2 separate regions of the Oryzias latipes genome follow, and region 1 is linked to region 2. A link is a contact called in public Hi-C data. All regions are on one chromosome and are shown on one strand. Each heading gives the region's core, a stretch centred on a gene start, on an enhancer-like site or on the middle of the called end of the contact. The rest is flanking DNA. Distances are from core to core; before and after follow the strand shown.

Evidence for each region. Hi-C and Micro-C count contacts between places; a contact is called where the count stands out from the background.
Region 1: a contact with region 2 is called in a Hi-C map of gastrula embryo, with 1.9 times the contacts expected there. The contact joins the promoter of LOC101172235 here to the enhancer-like site in region 2. A contact is called at or near these places in 2 of 5 Hi-C or Micro-C datasets (embryo and gastrula embryo).

Annotation. Positions count from the first base shown.
Region 1 is chr4:14,749,702-14,752,667 of ASM223467v1, forward strand. It overlaps LOC101172235 (casein kinase I), which reads right to left and starts at 1,328. Exons shown (of 11, transcript XM_023954289.1): 1 at 1,180-1,328. LOC101169682 (diencephalon/mesencephalon homeobox protein 1-B-like) reads right to left here. Exons shown (of 5, transcript XM_011474058.3): 4 at 2,692-2,750; 5 at 1,600-2,549. The coding sequence ends at 2,474.
Region 2 is chr4:14,699,244-14,702,251 of ASM223467v1, forward strand. All of the region lies in intron 4 of LOC101169436 (occludin), which reads right to left. Among protein-coding and RNA genes, the nearest start is that of LOC101169436, 13 kb to the right of the region's middle. Within about 2 kb of position 1,423, at least 4 of the 8 cell types and tissues checked have an H3K27ac peak or open chromatin away from gene starts, as enhancers often do. A contact at or near this core is called in gastrula embryo, where this site is marked.

The DNA.
Region 1 (2,966 bases), core at 78-2,577, 50 kb after region 2:
ATCTCTAAGCGTCAACTAGTAATCACTAAACTTAAAAAAACCATCTTCGTATGTTGGTTTCCTAACATTGTATAATAAATAAAGCTACATAAAAATCACCAAACACCTCTACACCAAGATGGGAAATCCAGTTGAGAATTCCCACAAGTAGCCAGGCTATCGTTAAGTGTCTCTTTTCTGAAGAACAAATGGCATCCTTTATGAATTTACGCTCCTGAAAGCTACATGCTAACTAAATCTACTGAATTGTACCTAACAGCTGTCATTAGGCGTTAGTTTCGAGTCGTTTCAAGCATTCAGATCGTCCAATTTGCACCACAGTTCTTACTTTTTAAATTTTGATTCTTAATATACATTTTTAAAATACAAACCAACATTACTACTTGTGATATATTGTTAAGAGGCTCTTCTAAAAACTGGCGTTACGAGCGCACAAGGCCAGACAGTTTAAAGCTATCTACTAGCTAGCTTGATATCGATTAGTGCCTGCTAATTTATTTCCCAGAAACTGAAATCTCACACGCCTAATTTGAATACTGTTGTCTACCAAGGTACTATTACTTTGCATTTTAAGTGGAAATGTCTTCGTCGAACTAAGCTAACATTGCTAGCACCAACACAATCTTCTTTGGCCCAACGCCTACTAAAAAAAAAATAGAACTGCTACTAGCCGTCTATCGTTAGCCAAGCTCCCATCAAATTAAAAAAAAAATTAAAAAAAATAAACACATATTATCTTGACTGTTAGCTTATACAATTACATTAGGTAATTGAAAGCGTTAAGTCACATACATACATCATTTTACTCACGTCCATACATATCCATTAGCTAGTTCGTAAATGCTTAATAACTGAAAAATTAAAAGGTCTCGACTCATCGAACACGTTCCAAATCCTTTTCATTTATACAATGTCTGGATTATAGAGAGTTGATTACCTAAAAAATGTTGTTGGTCAGATCTTTGGATGGGCTCAAGCCGGACCACTGCCGGGCAACTCCTTAATCCGAGCAACCGATAGCACACGAGCGGCTAGTCTGGATATCCTACCGCTTTGCTCTCTAAGATAGCCTTTAGCAAACTAGCAACATCACCAGCAACATTTAAATACACAGCCCCGGCGAGTCGTCAAAAACACCCGTTCTTGAAGAATGATGACCGTCAAAGTACGACGTTTTACCTTAACATATCATATTTCAAAACTCGTTTGAAGTCATGGTTCTTCCTTCGTTGGTTTCTTTCCCCCGTTTGGCTTCTCTTGTGCTCAAGTTGCTATGATTTCCCACTGTGGTTCTCTTTAAGCCTCCTTTGCTACGCAGCGTCATTCTCATTCACATAGGAGTTAACCTCACGTACGCAAATAAAATCGACGTAAGCGGTTTGGTGAATACAACCAAACATCAGGCGCACGTAGCATCCAGGAAGCTGCTCTAAACTGGTTGAGTTTGGTTGACAAGTATCCCCCCCCCCCCTTTTTTTTTTTTAAATAAGTTATGCTTTTATAAAGATATATTAAACATATTTGTTTGGTTTAATTATTTATTATTTCAAACACGGTTTAAATACATTTTCTTTTAATAACACTTTATTCTGATCTGGTCACTCCTTGAACAGGCAGACGTTTAATGTGTTTTCATTAATTAAAAATGTACACAATAGAACAGGAGGCAAAAGGAGATAATTGTTGTTTTTTAAATTACAAAAAGGAGATCTAACAATGTTGTGCTTATATTATAATTTTTCTACTGTTCAAAAAAAGATTTCTTTTAAAGCAGGCAGAAATAAAGCATTGAGAGCCTTATCCTACTGTGGTATTTCTTAAAAAACTTTATTAAACAAAGACAATTGAGTTTTCAAAAAAAGGTGCAAATAATTTTATTTCACATTTTATGCCATAGTGCTCATAGTGTTGCTATGGTACACAAGTCGAATCTGTGGATGCTGATCCTTACAGACAAAAGTTTTGATACTCCTAAGGCATATTAATGCCTAATTGACTTAAAAAGTATTTGGTCATTCATTTCTTCTGTATTTTTTTTGGATGTAAGAATCTGTTCTCCACACAGACTGATTTCACAGACTGATTTAGCACAAAAGGAGCATCTCATTTGAGGATGGCACACAGTTTTAGCATGCAGCCTAAAGGGACTACAGTTTCTTGTAACTGAATGTAGATCCTGCCAAGAGAGAGCTGTGCTGTTGGATGGTGGGCCAAAATAATGGGGGAAAGACAACATCAGGAAACAGAGCAGGATGATGAGGCGGCTGACTGTAGTGGACCCCTGACACAAAGGGGACATGTGGAGGAGAGTGAAGTTGCAGGGAAAATTGAGAGGTATCAGAGTCCAAATCCTTGGTTTCATCCAAACCATTTGGAAGTGGGTTGTTACTCCCAGCCTGTGACATTGCGGTGTCTTTTTCCTCTTCAATCCTCTCTTTCTTCTGACCCATTTTCCTGTTATGTTGATTTTCATCTAGATTTTGGTCTCTTGTGCTGGTGGAGCATCTCTGACCTTTACGAAACTTTGCCCTCCTGTTTTTGAACCAAACCTAGATGAGGATGCACAGAAAATAGAAGAATATTTTAAAGTATTTTATTCAACACTCATCAAAAAACAAAAGCATGAATAAATATTTTAAGGCTAATAGGAAAAAAATAAAGTACAAAGTGAATGGATTTTATGTATCTTACTGTGTTATCCAGATTACAGTATAACTGTTATATAATGCTGGGCTGTAACCCCATAAATTCTGCAAGATAAAATTATAAAAATGGAAGAAGAACTGCGTCAATAACACTGACTGTAAAGATATGAAAATATTTGGGGGGAATGGCATTAGTTATCATTTCAAAATATACTGAAAATAGCCATGTAGACTCTTTCTATTCTAATGTTTTTAATGTTTTTTTTAGATTTCTGTTTTGTTTCAGTCATCAAAATACATTGCTAAATTAATGTTAAAAAA
Region 2 (3,008 bases), core at 173-2,672:
CCTACCGCCTCCCTTAATTTGCTAAAACCCACCTGTAACTTCCTACTTGAAATCTGACTTTGGAACATCCTAACGCAGAGGATGGAAGAGCTTTCCTCCTCTCAGTTCCAGACACGTCTGTTGTAGAAACATGTTTCCTGTCTCCCATGCATCACATCACGAGGATGCAGAAAAAAACAATGACAATTTAAAATGCAATTGATTTCATTTTAGTTTTAGTAGTTTATTTTTTACACTGTCACATTCAATTCTAAAACATTCTAAATTGTAAAATGAATTTTCATCTTCCCATACTAAATTGCATATTGAGTTGTCAATTAAAAAATGCATGATCAAATTGCTAATTACAGATTCAATTGAGAATTGCATATGACCTTGAATTATGACTCAAAAAAACGTCCAGAATTTATGTTTTAAATATTTAAATTAAATATCAAAAGTAATACATTTACTGCAGGAGCAGAAAACAGAAACATTCTCATTTCCAAGGAATAAATGTTAGTGAAGCTTTGGCACAATTTCCAAGAAATCTGGGTCATTGTTACTTCCCTCTGCATGCCACTCATTGTTATGCCATCATTCTGAGTCAGTACCTAAATTGCCCTACTTTTCCCATCTGCCAATCCATGTCATATTTTTGCCTTTAAGTTTATGGATGGCTGTCTCTGCATTCTAGTCGGCTCGCCAGCCCTGTTCTCCACCTGGAGCAGTGTTTTGCCATCATCTGGCCCCCATCAGCATCTAGATTCTGGTGTTTGTGTATCTATGGTCCAAGCTTATCCCACGCATCCAAGACGTCATTAGCCTAGAGCCTAACCGACAAAGACTTATGGACTTCTTTTTTCTGTACATATTTCTGTATCACATATAAATCATTGCTCAGATTCCTAAGACTGGTCTTCTCTGATCTCCCTTTTACATCGTTGGTATCATAAAAAGCCAAATAAAGTCGGGTGACATGTCGGGTCAACTGCAACTGTAAGTAGGTTAGTCTACCTGCTTTTTGCTATTTATCTGAACCTAGTCTTTACTGTTAAAGGTAAGAATTTTTGGTTGAAAATGACAGAATTTGTACTTTCTGTTTCAGGAATGATCACCAAAATCTGAATCACTTGGACTAAAAAAACTATTAACTATCCTCTTTACTATTTCTTCTTGGTTGGATGTATCATTACTATCAAATAAATGAATTACAAGTTAAATCCCTTTATTTACATGTAACATTCTTTTGAGGACACAATTGTTTGTTTTTTTACTGACCATCAATTGACTGTTGTGCACTTTCAAACCGCTGTTTTAATCCATGGAGGTTTTCTCTCTCTCTAGCTGTGGAACATTTCAGTACACAGACAGACCCTCTGGAATCCGCTCTGGTGATATCACCCACTAGAGACAATGCCTCCCCCACCCCACCCTGGCCAAGCTCAATGAAGGCCGTTTGTGAGGTCATCCGAGCCACCCGAGCCTTGCTGTACTCCTGAACAGAGGCATGTCCCATGTCAGGCCAACCCAGCATAACACTGTCATTATGAGGCAAAACAAAGCCATAAAAAGCAAAAAATTCCCTTTCACAACTTTTTTAATAATTACAAAATCAATCTATGCTAGATTCAAAAATGGGATAAATTGTACCATAGTGAGAAAATAATCAAACAACTTTTATTGAGTTAAAGTTTGTGAAGAAAAAAAAAGGTAATTGCTCCTTTGTAAGGTTACCAATCTATTTTTTGGCCCTGTGCAGAGACTCAAAATCCCCTCAGGTGACACTCTGTCACAAAGTTTAAGCCTGGATTGTAAAATGGGGAAATTGGAGCTTCTTTCCATCTTTTTCTTCAACTGCTGTGGCTGTGGCAACTGCTGTGGCTAACTGAGGCCTCTAAAGTCAAAGATTTCTTCTTTTGATCTTTATAGGGGTTTTCTAGTTTTTCTCACATTGATTGAAATCAAACGACAAGTGCTTGAGCAGGATCCCTGCAGATGCTAACGTTATTACAAACCTGAATGTTTCACAGGAGCAATCCCCTTGAAAGGATAGCTCTACATTCCCACTGGCAGGATCCTATGATTACAATTAAGTCATTTTTTTATTTCAAGTCAATAAAGGAAAATAAATAATGCTTAAAAATAAAGTTTGGCCTCAATTTTAAAAGGAGTGTATACAAATATACACCTTGATTGTCTAAAGAGTAGAAACCCAAACAGTGTTTATCAATAAAATCTGTCCAGCATAAGAGGCTCTCCGCTTTGAAATGTCTGTCCAGCTACTGGACGGAACAAACTTCACATTGGTCCAACATTGGTTTCATATGTAGTACAACAAGCTTTGCTTAAACGTGTGAGAATTGGGGAAAATTGTGTGGGGCTGCACACTGAATATGTGTATGGCTACTTCTTTTGTTCATCAATATCTTCTAAAAAAAAGTTCTTTCTCCAAATGTTTGTTTTTCTCTTCATTGAGCTAACTAACTAGCAGCCATTTACACCCTTACTAAAAGTCTGGCATAAATTGTTTTTATGTTTCTCAGGAATGGACTGCTCCAGGAAAGTCTTACGAGAACTTCACCGGACGTGTGCACTTGAGCTTCTCAAACGACCAGAACAAATAACAAAAAGACAAACATTGTTCCTGTTGTTGCAGGCAAGCATGAAACATCAAATATCTTGCATTTCATAAAACCCAAAACCAGCCTTGAGGATGTAATGAGCACAGCATTTCGGCATTTTTTATCCTTTAAAAAATGTATTCTAAAACCTAATGGCAGCATGGTCTATAAGCTTTTTGTTTAAAAAATCTTATAAACAGTTTTATATTTTTCTTTCTTAAAATGTGCAAAATTAGGAAAAGGCTGTATTCAAATAAAGTTCCAATTAATTTTTCTGCCAAACCCCTCCAAAAAGTACATTTGGTACAAAACTAAAGCCACAAATCTTAACCACTGGATGGACTGCAAAAAATGTATTTCTGAGCGAGCAATGACCAGATTGGTCCACAGTAGCAACCTCCTCCA